3 separate regions of the Mus musculus genome follow, and regions 1 and 2 are each linked to region 3. A link is a contact called in public HiChIP or PLAC-seq data. All regions are on one chromosome and are shown on one strand. Each heading gives the region's core, a stretch centred on a gene start, on an enhancer-like site or on the middle of the called end of the contact. The rest is flanking DNA. Distances are from core to core; before and after follow the strand shown.

The links. HiChIP or PLAC-seq counts read pairs in DNA pulled down with a chosen protein or histone mark.
Region 1: a contact with region 3 is called in an H3K4me3 HiChIP or PLAC-seq map of forebrain, with 7 times the contacts expected there. The contact joins the promoter of Sdk2 here to the enhancer-like site in region 3. A contact is called at or near these places in 6 of 115 datasets of contacts at active chromatin or transcription factors (embryonic basal ganglia, embryonic forebrain, embryonic midbrain and 3 more) and 1 of 9 other capture datasets (embryonic stem cells).
Region 2: a contact with region 3 is called in an H3K4me3 HiChIP or PLAC-seq map of embryonic basal ganglia, with 5 times the contacts expected there. The contact joins two enhancer-like sites. A contact is called at or near these places in 1 of 115 datasets of contacts at active chromatin or transcription factors (embryonic basal ganglia) and 1 of 9 other capture datasets (embryonic stem cells).

The regions. Positions count from the first base shown.
Region 1 is chr11:114,064,914-114,068,354 of GRCm38.p6, reverse strand. Sdk2 (sidekick cell adhesion molecule 2) reads left to right here and starts at 1,326. Exons shown (of 45, transcript NM_172800.3): 1 at 1,326-2,552. The coding sequence starts at 2,477.
Region 2 is chr11:113,989,118-113,992,250 of GRCm38.p6, reverse strand. The region is part of intron 1 of Sdk2 (sidekick cell adhesion molecule 2); the gene reads left to right. Among named protein-coding and RNA genes, the nearest start is that of Gm51929, 51 kb to the left of the region's middle. Within about 2 kb of position 1,495, at least 88 of the 459 cell types and tissues checked have an H3K27ac peak or open chromatin away from gene starts, as enhancers often do. A contact at or near this core is called in embryonic basal ganglia, where this site is marked.
Region 3 is chr11:114,595,797-114,599,108 of GRCm38.p6, reverse strand. The region is part of intron 1 of Gm31724 (a long non-coding RNA gene); the gene reads left to right. Among named protein-coding and RNA genes, the nearest start is that of Gm31724, 14 kb to the left of the region's middle. Within about 2 kb of position 1,753, at least 28 of the 459 cell types and tissues checked have an H3K27ac peak or open chromatin away from gene starts, as enhancers often do. A contact at or near this core is called in embryonic basal ganglia, where this site is marked.

The sequences.
Region 1 (3,441 bases), core at 77-2,576, 530 kb after region 3:
GACTGCCAGGGAGAAAGACAAAAGCAGGGTTTGAAGTGGACGAATGTAAAGCTGAAGACAGGCAGGCTAGGTTTTTCGTCTATTTCCACTAAATGCTCAAAGCTGTTCTTCCAAGGCAGGTGAGGAGAGAACAGTAGAGCGATGAGAGGTGTTCAGTGCCTGCGTCCATAGCGATGAGAAGAGGCTTGGGGACTGGAGAAGATGAGGCAGAGCTCTCGAAGTCAGTGAGATGCCTGAAGGGCAATGACCAGAACTGGAAGACCACAGGGGTGTGTCTCCGAAGACCTGGGCCCTGGAGGCATGAAGAGAAAAGCTGGCAAAGGTGACGGGCCTCAACCCTTCCTTTTCCAGCCGAAATACCAACCTTGCAAGACTGATTTTTTTTCCCAGCAGGCTCAGTGCCAGGGACTACACCGTCTTTTAGGAAACCCACGGAACTGTTTTAATTTCTTTTAAAATCAGGGGAAAAATTAAATGAACTTTTAAATGAAAGAAAATGTTTTAATATGTAGTAATATATTTGTTTTTACGCCAACACAGCCGCAAAATATTACTTTTAATATTTTTAATAGAGAAAAGAGCCCACGGAGGTAGAGGCGTCTGTTGCCTGTAAGTACAACTGTTAAAGGGGTCTTCCAGCTCCTGGCCTTCCCACACTAGAAGGTACATTCTGCTCCCTTCCCTGGGCCACGAGGGAGGACCCCTCTGGCTCTCTCCTTTGTGTCTCTGCTGCTAATGTGCCTTTAAAGGGGGAGCTCAGAAGAAGAAGAAGAAACAAAGAACGCACGAGTTTGGCACCAACTTCACTTTCTCAGCCTTCTGCAAGTCCCAGGCTTCCCCTTTATCTTGCTCTCCGCCCTGAGCGTTTCCAGACTTTTAAAGAGTCTGACCTGGGAAGGAAAAACTGGAATCAACCGGTTGACACCCCCCCCCCCCCCAACACACACACACACCCTTCCCAAACTGTTCTGCCTGGTCGAATCCAGAGGGGTACTGGGGGCTTCATCCTATGGGAGACTGGGATAAGGCCTTCTAGGGAGGAGTGAGGGTGGGCTGAAGCTAGAAGACCGGGCCAGAGAGAGCGGCTCGCTTGCAGCCCGCGCTACTGCCCTCCGGTGGGTCCCGGAGACGCCAGGCGTCCGCGGCCGCGCACACGGATTGGGTTTCTGCGGGGCTCGCTCCCGGGCCTGGCTCGGGGCCGCCGCCGCCCCCTCCCTGCGCGCAGGCTGCGCTCCAGTCGCGGCCACGGGGTAGCGCTCGGCCCCCCTCTCCGCGTCTCCGCCTCCGCCGCGCTCGTCTCCGGCTCCCGCTGCCCCCGCAGCTCCAGCTCGGCGCAGGCAGACTCTCAGGCTCGGCAGCAGAGCAGCTCTGAGGACGCTGAGCCCGGGCAGCCCAGAGCTCCAGGCTCTGCGAGGCAGCTGCTGCCGAGGTGGGCGAGCAGCAGGCGCGGCCGAGGCGCGGGAGCAGCCGTGGAGACTCGGGTCCCCGCGCCGGGCGAAAACGCCGGGGGGCCGAGGCGGCGCCGAAACCCCGGATCCCAAAGCTGCCGGCAGGGCTTTCCCGGTGCGGCTCGCGCCGAGCTCCATCCCGGGTGCGGCGGAGAGCAGGACCCGCCGGTCTCCTCCTCAGGATCGCCCGCAAGAGGCGCGGTGCCCAGGCGCTGGCTGGAACCTGGGCCGCCCAGCCGGGTACCCGAACCGGGCATCCATCCCTGCCCGCAGCTGGCGCAGACATGGGCGCACGGGGCTGCGCGCCGGGCCGTGGGACCCGCAAAGTTTGCTAGCCGGAGGTGCTCAGAGCCTAGGGCGAGCCCCGCACCGAAGCCCCAGGGGAGGTACCCCCGAAATCACTGAATTGGGCACGAGGACCGTGGAGCTGAGAAGGGTGGCTCGGCCCCGCTTAGATGCCTTCTGCAAAGTTAGAAGAGAAGAAAACTTCGGCTCCGGGGAGATTCGGACCGTTATGCTAACCGCGCCCCCCGAGCCCTGCGCCCCTTCTAAAAGACACCCGGCGCCCGCGCCTGCTACTGTGCTCCGCTTACATCAAGTCCCAGGGGCCCGGCGCCTGGAACCGCGGTGACTACGTCGGCCCGGGAGAACCCAACCAGGGGGCGGGGAGGGGCGGGAGGCGGGCAACGTGGCCACCAGGAGGAAGTTTCCTGAAGTTGTCCTCTGATTCGGGAGCTCATCCAGCGACCAGGCCGGATCGCAGGGGTCGCCCTGCCTATGAGACGTAGTCTGAGTCGGGGTGCTAAGGGATACAGGCACCCCGAATTTGAGAGGAGGCTTGGCCTCTTTCTGCTCTCCCCCTCGCTTTACGGAATAGCCAGCGCAGAAAGAGGGGAAAGCATTTGGGGTCGCCGGTGCGGCCCCTACGGGCATAGCGTCCAGGACTTGACCACACAGTCTCCCGGGACTCCAAAGGATTATAAAGCAACTCGCAAAGAGGGGGCACTTTAGAGGACCCCTCGGTCAGCATGTTCAGCAGCATGTGGAGGCTGCCGCTCTGGACTCTACTGGCCCTGCATCGGATCCACTCGGCCGGGGCCCAAGGTACGGTATGGGTGACTTTCTCCACGTGGAACTGGAGAAGGGGTTTGGGTGGGCAGAAGAGAGGTAACCCCCCTAAGACACCGCGTTTGGCCCAAGCTGGACCATCTCTTGTACGTCTCAATGCTCCCCGCTTCTTCGACTTTTGGAGCTCTGTTTGGGGTGGGGCAGTGTCTGATACTTCTGACCTTTCTGGACCGGAAAGGTGAGGTTACGGGGAGGTGGACCTTTGTGGATACTCTCTGGTCGGGGTAGGAGGGGCGCGTCATTCTGTGTCTTGGCTCCATTGAACTCCCTAAGCTCCTGGTCCTGCTTGACGTCCGAAAGGAAGGGCAAACCATGGCAGGCAGGCACTGTGTGGTCCCAGGGCGAGAAGATGGGGCGGGCAGAAGCTGGGAAGAAGCCGTAGTGGTGGCTCAGGGTGCCCGCTTGATTTCCCCTCAAGAGCAGATACTCTGGTTAGCCATGTATGGGAGCCCGCGCCTGGCTGCCTGGCCGGCCGTGGCCGCGAGAGCTGGGGCGGTTTGGCGGCATGGTCCCGGAGCCCAGCGGCGAGGACAGCGGCAGACCCAACCCCCACCCCACCCCGACACACCCAACGGGCAGCCCCAGCCTCCAGCTTCCAGGACTAGCTGGATGCCTGGCCACTGCTGCTTTGATCTGTAGCGGCCCAGAGCAGACAGCCTGGTGAGGAAGGGCTAGTGGGTGTTCAGTGGGTGTGTTGAAAGGAGGTGCGATGGGGTTGTCCCTCCCCGCCTCCTGCAGCGGATGCCCGCGCGTCTCTGGGGTCCCCTGGAGGGTCATGGTAGGCTACGGCGGCGGCTGCACCCGAGCTTTCTTGCGTTTGGGGTTCGAGGATCCAGATGGTGGTGGCCGTGGTGGCCGAGCGGCG
Region 2 (3,133 bases), core at 246-2,745, 610 kb after region 3:
GGACCCAAAGGATAGGGACGCAGTGTAGCACAGACTCAGCCCAGATAGTGCTCCTCCTCAACAGCTCCTCTGCCAGTGACTGTCCCTATCTCTGAGTGCCAGCCAGGAGACTGGGATGAAGCACTCGAAACGGAGAGGCTTGCCAGGCAAAGAATTAAAGTGCAGAGTAAATGAAACCAGAGCTAGACATGCCGGGGGCAGGGGGGGGGGGTCAGTTCCAAAGAAGCTCTGCCAGAGACACAGCCCACACCACCACGCCACGGCGGCTGGCACCACGTTAACATCAGCTGCAGGCTCTGCAATCAGCTGGGCCAAGTTCAAATCTTGCTCCCCCCACAGCCTACTATTGTGATCTGGCACAGACCACTTAAGACGTGTGTCTGTTTCTTCCTGTCACTGACATAGGTGTGGCCCAATGAATGGCAGGGCACTTGCCTAGTGTGTGCAAAGCTCTAGTTTGGATGCCCAGTACATAGAAAGAAGGAGATAAGAAATGTAAACATGGGCATGGCGGTGTGGATGCTAAGAAGTGAGTCCAGGTAGCAGGCAATGGACACCCAGTGCATGTGGCTCCTTGTAATGATCTGACTTAATATAGAGAGGCTAAAGACTGAGGACCAAGGGACCTATGTGCCATGAACCCTTATTCCTCCAGCAACAGGCTGGATCTATTGCACGGTGTCTCTGCCCGGCTTTCTTCCCTCCTCCCAAATGATGCTTAGCTCTGGTTTTGGCTCAGATCCATAGGATGCCAGTCTGAGAGGTTGGGAGCTCCTGGATTGCTCCGGCGGTGCAGATGACCCTGCATTGCTAGGCTCCTGTGTCACATCCATGAACACAGCAAAGGGAGTCAGAGGATCACCAGGAGAGACAAAGTGAGTCTGGGTTCACTCCACGACTCTCAGTGGCCAGGTGCAGACACACCCTCCAGCTGTGACTCCCGCCAGCCCCCATTCCCCAAAGCTTGAGGATGTCCACCTCCATCACCCCAACCCTGCCGCTGCTTATGACACAGATGTCACCAGTCCTCACCAAGCTGCCTTAACATGCGGGAATTCTATCTCAAATATGTTGCACAAATGAATAATAAAAACAAAGGAAAATTACCCTCTTTATTGAAACTCATTTTATGAATAAAACAATTATTCTGGTAATTGAAAAAATGTGTCGTTAAATTAAATGCAGTGGTTCCTATTAAAATTTTAGTGCGTTTTTGCTGCTGCTGGCTAGAGGCTGGTAATTATAGTCAAGAGTTTTGCTTTCTCTTTATTGTTTTTTAATCTCTCTGTGCTTCGGATCTCCAACGATATTTTATGTCAAAGAGATTTAGAACTGTGCCCCCAGAAAGGGGGGGGGGGATAAAGCTGGCCGGGGGGAGAGGCTAGCAGGGGGACTACAGCGACATCTGCTTCTGACTGGAGCTTGCCTGTCATTCCAGATGTCCAACAGTTTTGGTTGGTCTCCTCACCCATCTATCAGCCTGGCATCCAATCACAGCTCTCTTAATGCAGCTCCCGCCCCCTCCACTCTCTTCCCTGCCTCTTCTCAGTTTAACGGAATCTTCATGCTGAGGGGAAGCCTGGAGTAAGGTGCCCAGGATGCCTGGGTCTCACTGCCTCTTGGAATCTAGGTTCGGAAGGCAGCCTGGTGAAGTGGGTGGGATCAGCCTGCTAAGGCTCCTCCTTCCTTAGGGGCGGGGCCATCGTAGAAGGGTATGTCACCTTGGTGTTTGTAATCCTATTGAGGAGCAGGCATGCCCCTGCCCTTTCTACCACTTTATCCTTAACTGGCAGCCTAGCCTTTTTCAATTAAGTTGGGGGAAGGAAGGGAAGGAGGGCTGCATTGCAGCCTGCTTGGTATAGCATGGACCAAAGAGGAAAATGGGCAGGAAAATGCCCTAGAAAAGATCTAGGCTTCTTTTCCAGTCCCTACTGCACTCTCTACACACAAATAGCAGGCGAGCCCCCTTCCCCACCCCTCCCTCCTGGCCCAAAGCCTCACCGCTAGGCTTTGGCAGGAGCCTCAAGACTCCTAGGCTGACTTAGCCCCACTATGACTGCCCTTGATGTGTTCTATTTTTTCTGGCTCTGTTCTTTGTCTGGGAGATTGAGCTTCTGGTGGGCAAGGTCTCTGGCCGTGCGAGGTGCCACTGGGAGCTTGATGGATGGAACTGGGCTGGGAGCATCCTGACATTTATCTCTAAGACACCAGGAGCTGATTAGGAGCCAGATGTCGTTGTCCAGCGATGTCGGATGAGGCCTGGGTACCAGGCAGTAAGGAAGGCAGCGTGAGCCAGAGCCGGGCATGTCATCTTGCTCCCCTGTACCCACCTAGGCTATTCTTTCTTGGATCCATTTTCCTCAGCTTTGCTACAGTCAGCCTGAATTGCAAGGAACTCTCTTCTCAGTTCCTCGGGCTCTGAAGTTACCTGGCTGCAAGCTGGGTTTAGTAACAGGAGGCCCTGGCCAGATATGGGAAGCGGAGGAAAACAGATGCTGGGTTTTCCCCCATCTTTTATGTCTATACTGGCACTCCTGATGGCTATGTCTGGCTCATGACATCATCTCTTGGTGGGCTGTAGACTCACCCTGCTTCCTCCCAGACCCCAGCACCTTGAAGAGATTCAGGTTTTCTAAATTGTCAACCTCTTGGTTACTATGTTACCCCCATTTGGCTTAGCAGCCCTCCCATCACCCATAGATGGTTCCCTGGAGTAAACTTCAGTCTTAATACAACAGTTAGATCCTGTTTTCCTCCCTGGACTCTGGTCAGATACCCACCCTGGCTTAGACAATCAGCTGAGGATGTGAGAGGTTCTGATCTCACAGCCTCCCTCATCCCACTAGCTTCCTTTCAGAATGGTCCATCACCAAGGTAAAGATGTGGTGTGATTTCCATACTGTCTCTCTGATTATTGCCAGATGTCAATCCATCCACCCCAGGACAATTCCTCGGCTTACAAGGATAAAGTGGTTTCCCCAGTAGGCCGAAGGGTGTGGCATCTCCTGGACAGGAAGCATCCACCAGGAATAGAGATCACCACTGACCATGGAGAAGAGTGGCCAGGAAGCCAGAACCTCAGCCACCTGCCACCTCCCTTGCCCTTTACCCTACACATATCCCATTGTGATCT
Region 3 (3,312 bases), core at 504-3,003:
TTGTGTGTTGCAAGTGTGTGTGTTTCAGGTGTGTGTATATCTGTATGTGTGTGTATGTATGTTTGTGTGTGCTGAAGGTGTGTGGTACAGGTATGTGTTTATCTGTGTGTGTGTGTGTTTGGTATAGGTGTGTGTTTGTGTGTCTGTATGTGTATTTGTGTGTGTCTGTCTCTGTGTGCTGCGGGTGCGTGTGTATGGGATGCCAGAGACTGGTATCCAGTGTCCTCAGAGGCTCGCCACTATATTTTTTGAGACATGTTCCTTTGCTGAAACTATGCTTTACTGATTGGTCAGGGTGGGTGGCCCACGAGCCTCAGCGATCTGTTCATCTCTGCCTCTCACCCCATTCCCCAGCGCCCAGGGTACAGGTGCGTTCCGCTAGTCCTGGCTTTTACATGAATGCTGGGGATTGAACTCATGTTCTCACGCTTGCATGCTGGTCACTTTACTGATTGAGCCGTCTCCACAGCCCCTCAACTATTTTTTAGTAGTAGCTTTTAAAAATTACGTATCTATATATTATGTGTCATTCCTTAAATATAAAAAAAATATTTGTGTGTGTCTGTGTGTATCCGTATCATGGCTTGCATATGGTGGTGAGAGGACCACTTGCCAGAGCACTTGCTGGAGTGTGTTCTGTCACCCCACCATGTGATACCTGGAGACAGAACTCCTACCAGCAGGCTCAACTGCATCTGTGTTTTCCTGCTGAGCCATTTCCCTGGCCCAAGTTATAGTTCTTTATCTCTCCCTCCATAAATATCAATATTTGACCAAAGACTGAGGGTGAACTTCTCACGGGCCTCTGCTTGGTCGTCCCTCTCCTCCCAGTTCTTTTCTGCCCAGTGTTTGTGTCCCCAGTTTCAGCCGCACAGACTCTGCAGAGTCCAACGTGTCTTTTCTTGTCTCAGACATATCCTTTGCTCTGTTAGATTGCCTGATTTCCTCTGCTGAGGTTTGCAGACAGTCTTGGCAGTGAGCAGGGGGCGCCTAGTTTGTTTGTTTCTTTATAGCAGGGATCACTGTTATACCCTCTCTGTTGCCCAGTGTCTGAGAACAGTTTCCCCTATGTTTTGTCGTATTTCCTAGGTGATTACAGCAGAGCAGCAAGGCAAAAACAAATACACTTTACACTAACAGAACCTGATGCCGCTAGCTGCCAAGACATGAAGGCATTTCTCTCTCCTAATGCCAAGCTCGTCTCCGGTAGACATTAGATGAGAATCCTCTAATCCAACTCCGTCTGATGCTATCCGTCGGTAACAACCGATCCAGCAGGTCGGCAATCCTCAGCTTCAGTTGAAGACAGGTTGTGACCTGCACTCCTCACGGAAGAACTTGAGACCAGAGATCTTCCGGTCCCTGCCTTTAGGTCTGACTGATTTGCTAGAGTGTCCCACAGAACCTTGGAAAGTACATCACTTTGTTTGCTCGTGTTTGACAAGGGAGGCAAATGAATAGCCATATGGAAGAGATGCAGAGGGGCAAGCATGTGGGAGGAGCTGTGAGGAGGATCCATGCTGTCTCTGGGCTTCCCACCCTCCAGGCATCTGTGTTCAGCAGTCTGGAATCTCACTGGACCGAGTCCTTCTGGATTTTCATTACACAGGCATGGCTGTGTCCAACATTAGCCACCGCTGGTTTGCTAAACTTTCCCCCTATCTTTCCTCCCCAGAAGGAGGACTTGAAGCTACAGTCTTCTGATGCATGCATGGTTGGTTCCCTGGCAACCCCTTCTTGAGGCTACCCAGGAGCCCAACAAAAGTCTTCTCATTAGAACAAAAGGGTCTGCCTGTCACTGGGAATTTCCAAGGGATTTGGGAGCTGGACCCAGCTGGCTTTCCTACCACTCACAAAATGACAAGTGTGTTAGAGGCCACAGCCAGCACAGATGTTAGAACACAAAAGTCCCCAGATTCCCTCATCTACAAGAGTTCTAGGGACTCTGCGCCAGGGAATTGGGGCAGAGAGAAATATCTCTGTCTGTCAGTCTATCCACCCATCTATCTATTTGCTTTATTTTGAGACAGGGTCTTACAACATAGCTCTAGATGGGTCTGGGACTTTCTATGTAGACCTGGCTTTAAACGCAAAGAGATCCACCTGCCTGAGTGTTAAACGTGTATGTCATCATGCCTGGCTATAAATGTTGTATAACACTGGATAATTCTATCTGTCTGTCTGTCTGTCTGTCTGTCTGTCTCATTTCTCTTTCTGTGTGTGTGTGTTTCTCTCTCTCTCTCTCTTTGTATATATGTCTATCTATCTGTCTCTCTGTCTCCGTTTCTCTGCCTACGAATATGTATGTCTCTGCGTGTGTGTGTCTGTCTCTGTCTATCTCTGTCTCTGCCTCTCTCTGTGTATGTGTCTGTCTCTGCCTGTCTATCTATCTATCTCTCTGTCTCTTTGTGTATATGTATGTGTGTATGCCTCTGTCTCTCTGTCTGTCTCTCTGTCTCTCTGTGTGTGTAGGCATATGGAAGCCAGAGGAGGATGCTGGGTATCTTCTATTGCTCTCTGCCTTACTCCCTTGAGACAGTGTCTCTCACTGAACTGAAAGTTCACCATTTCTACTGGCCTATCTGGCTAGCGAGTTCCTGAAGCCCACCTGTCTCTGGAGCCATGTGTGGCTTTTACAAGGGTTCTGGAGGGTTGAACTCAGATCCTCATCTTTACACAGCAAGTGCTCTTATCCACAAAGCCACCTCTACATTCCTCCACCCCCAGGCGATTCTTACAACAGTTAATTCTCAGAAAGAGAGTATGTTCCACAGATTTTGATACATTTTCATCATCATTTAACTCATGTTTTCCGTTCCCCTCTGAGTGAGAAGCGTTCTGTTAATTTATAAATATTTGGGAGATATCTAGATGCCAACGTAGATATTTCTAATTCATCAGAAAGCACACTGCAATAGTCCAATGACTGAAATCTATCAAAACCCGTGCTGTAGAAGATAATCTATTTTGGTGGTGAATTCACGAGGGCTTGGGAGGAATATGTGTTCCAAAGTCGCTGGATGGAACACCACAAACATCAATTAGGTCAGATTGATTGACAGGGTTATTCAGAACTCCTTTATATGTGTTCATTTTAAAAAAGATCTTTTATCAATTATTCAGAGAGAGGCTTTGCAGCCTCTCGCTATGATTATGGGTCTATTTCTTTATGCGTGTCAGTGCATTTTCTTCTTAATATCTTTTGACAGCCTGTTATGGGGTGCATGCATTTTGAGGTTACTGCATTTCCTTGATATATAGATCAATCTATCCTCAAAGAATGTTCCTTCTTATGTCAGGTAATACTTTCCA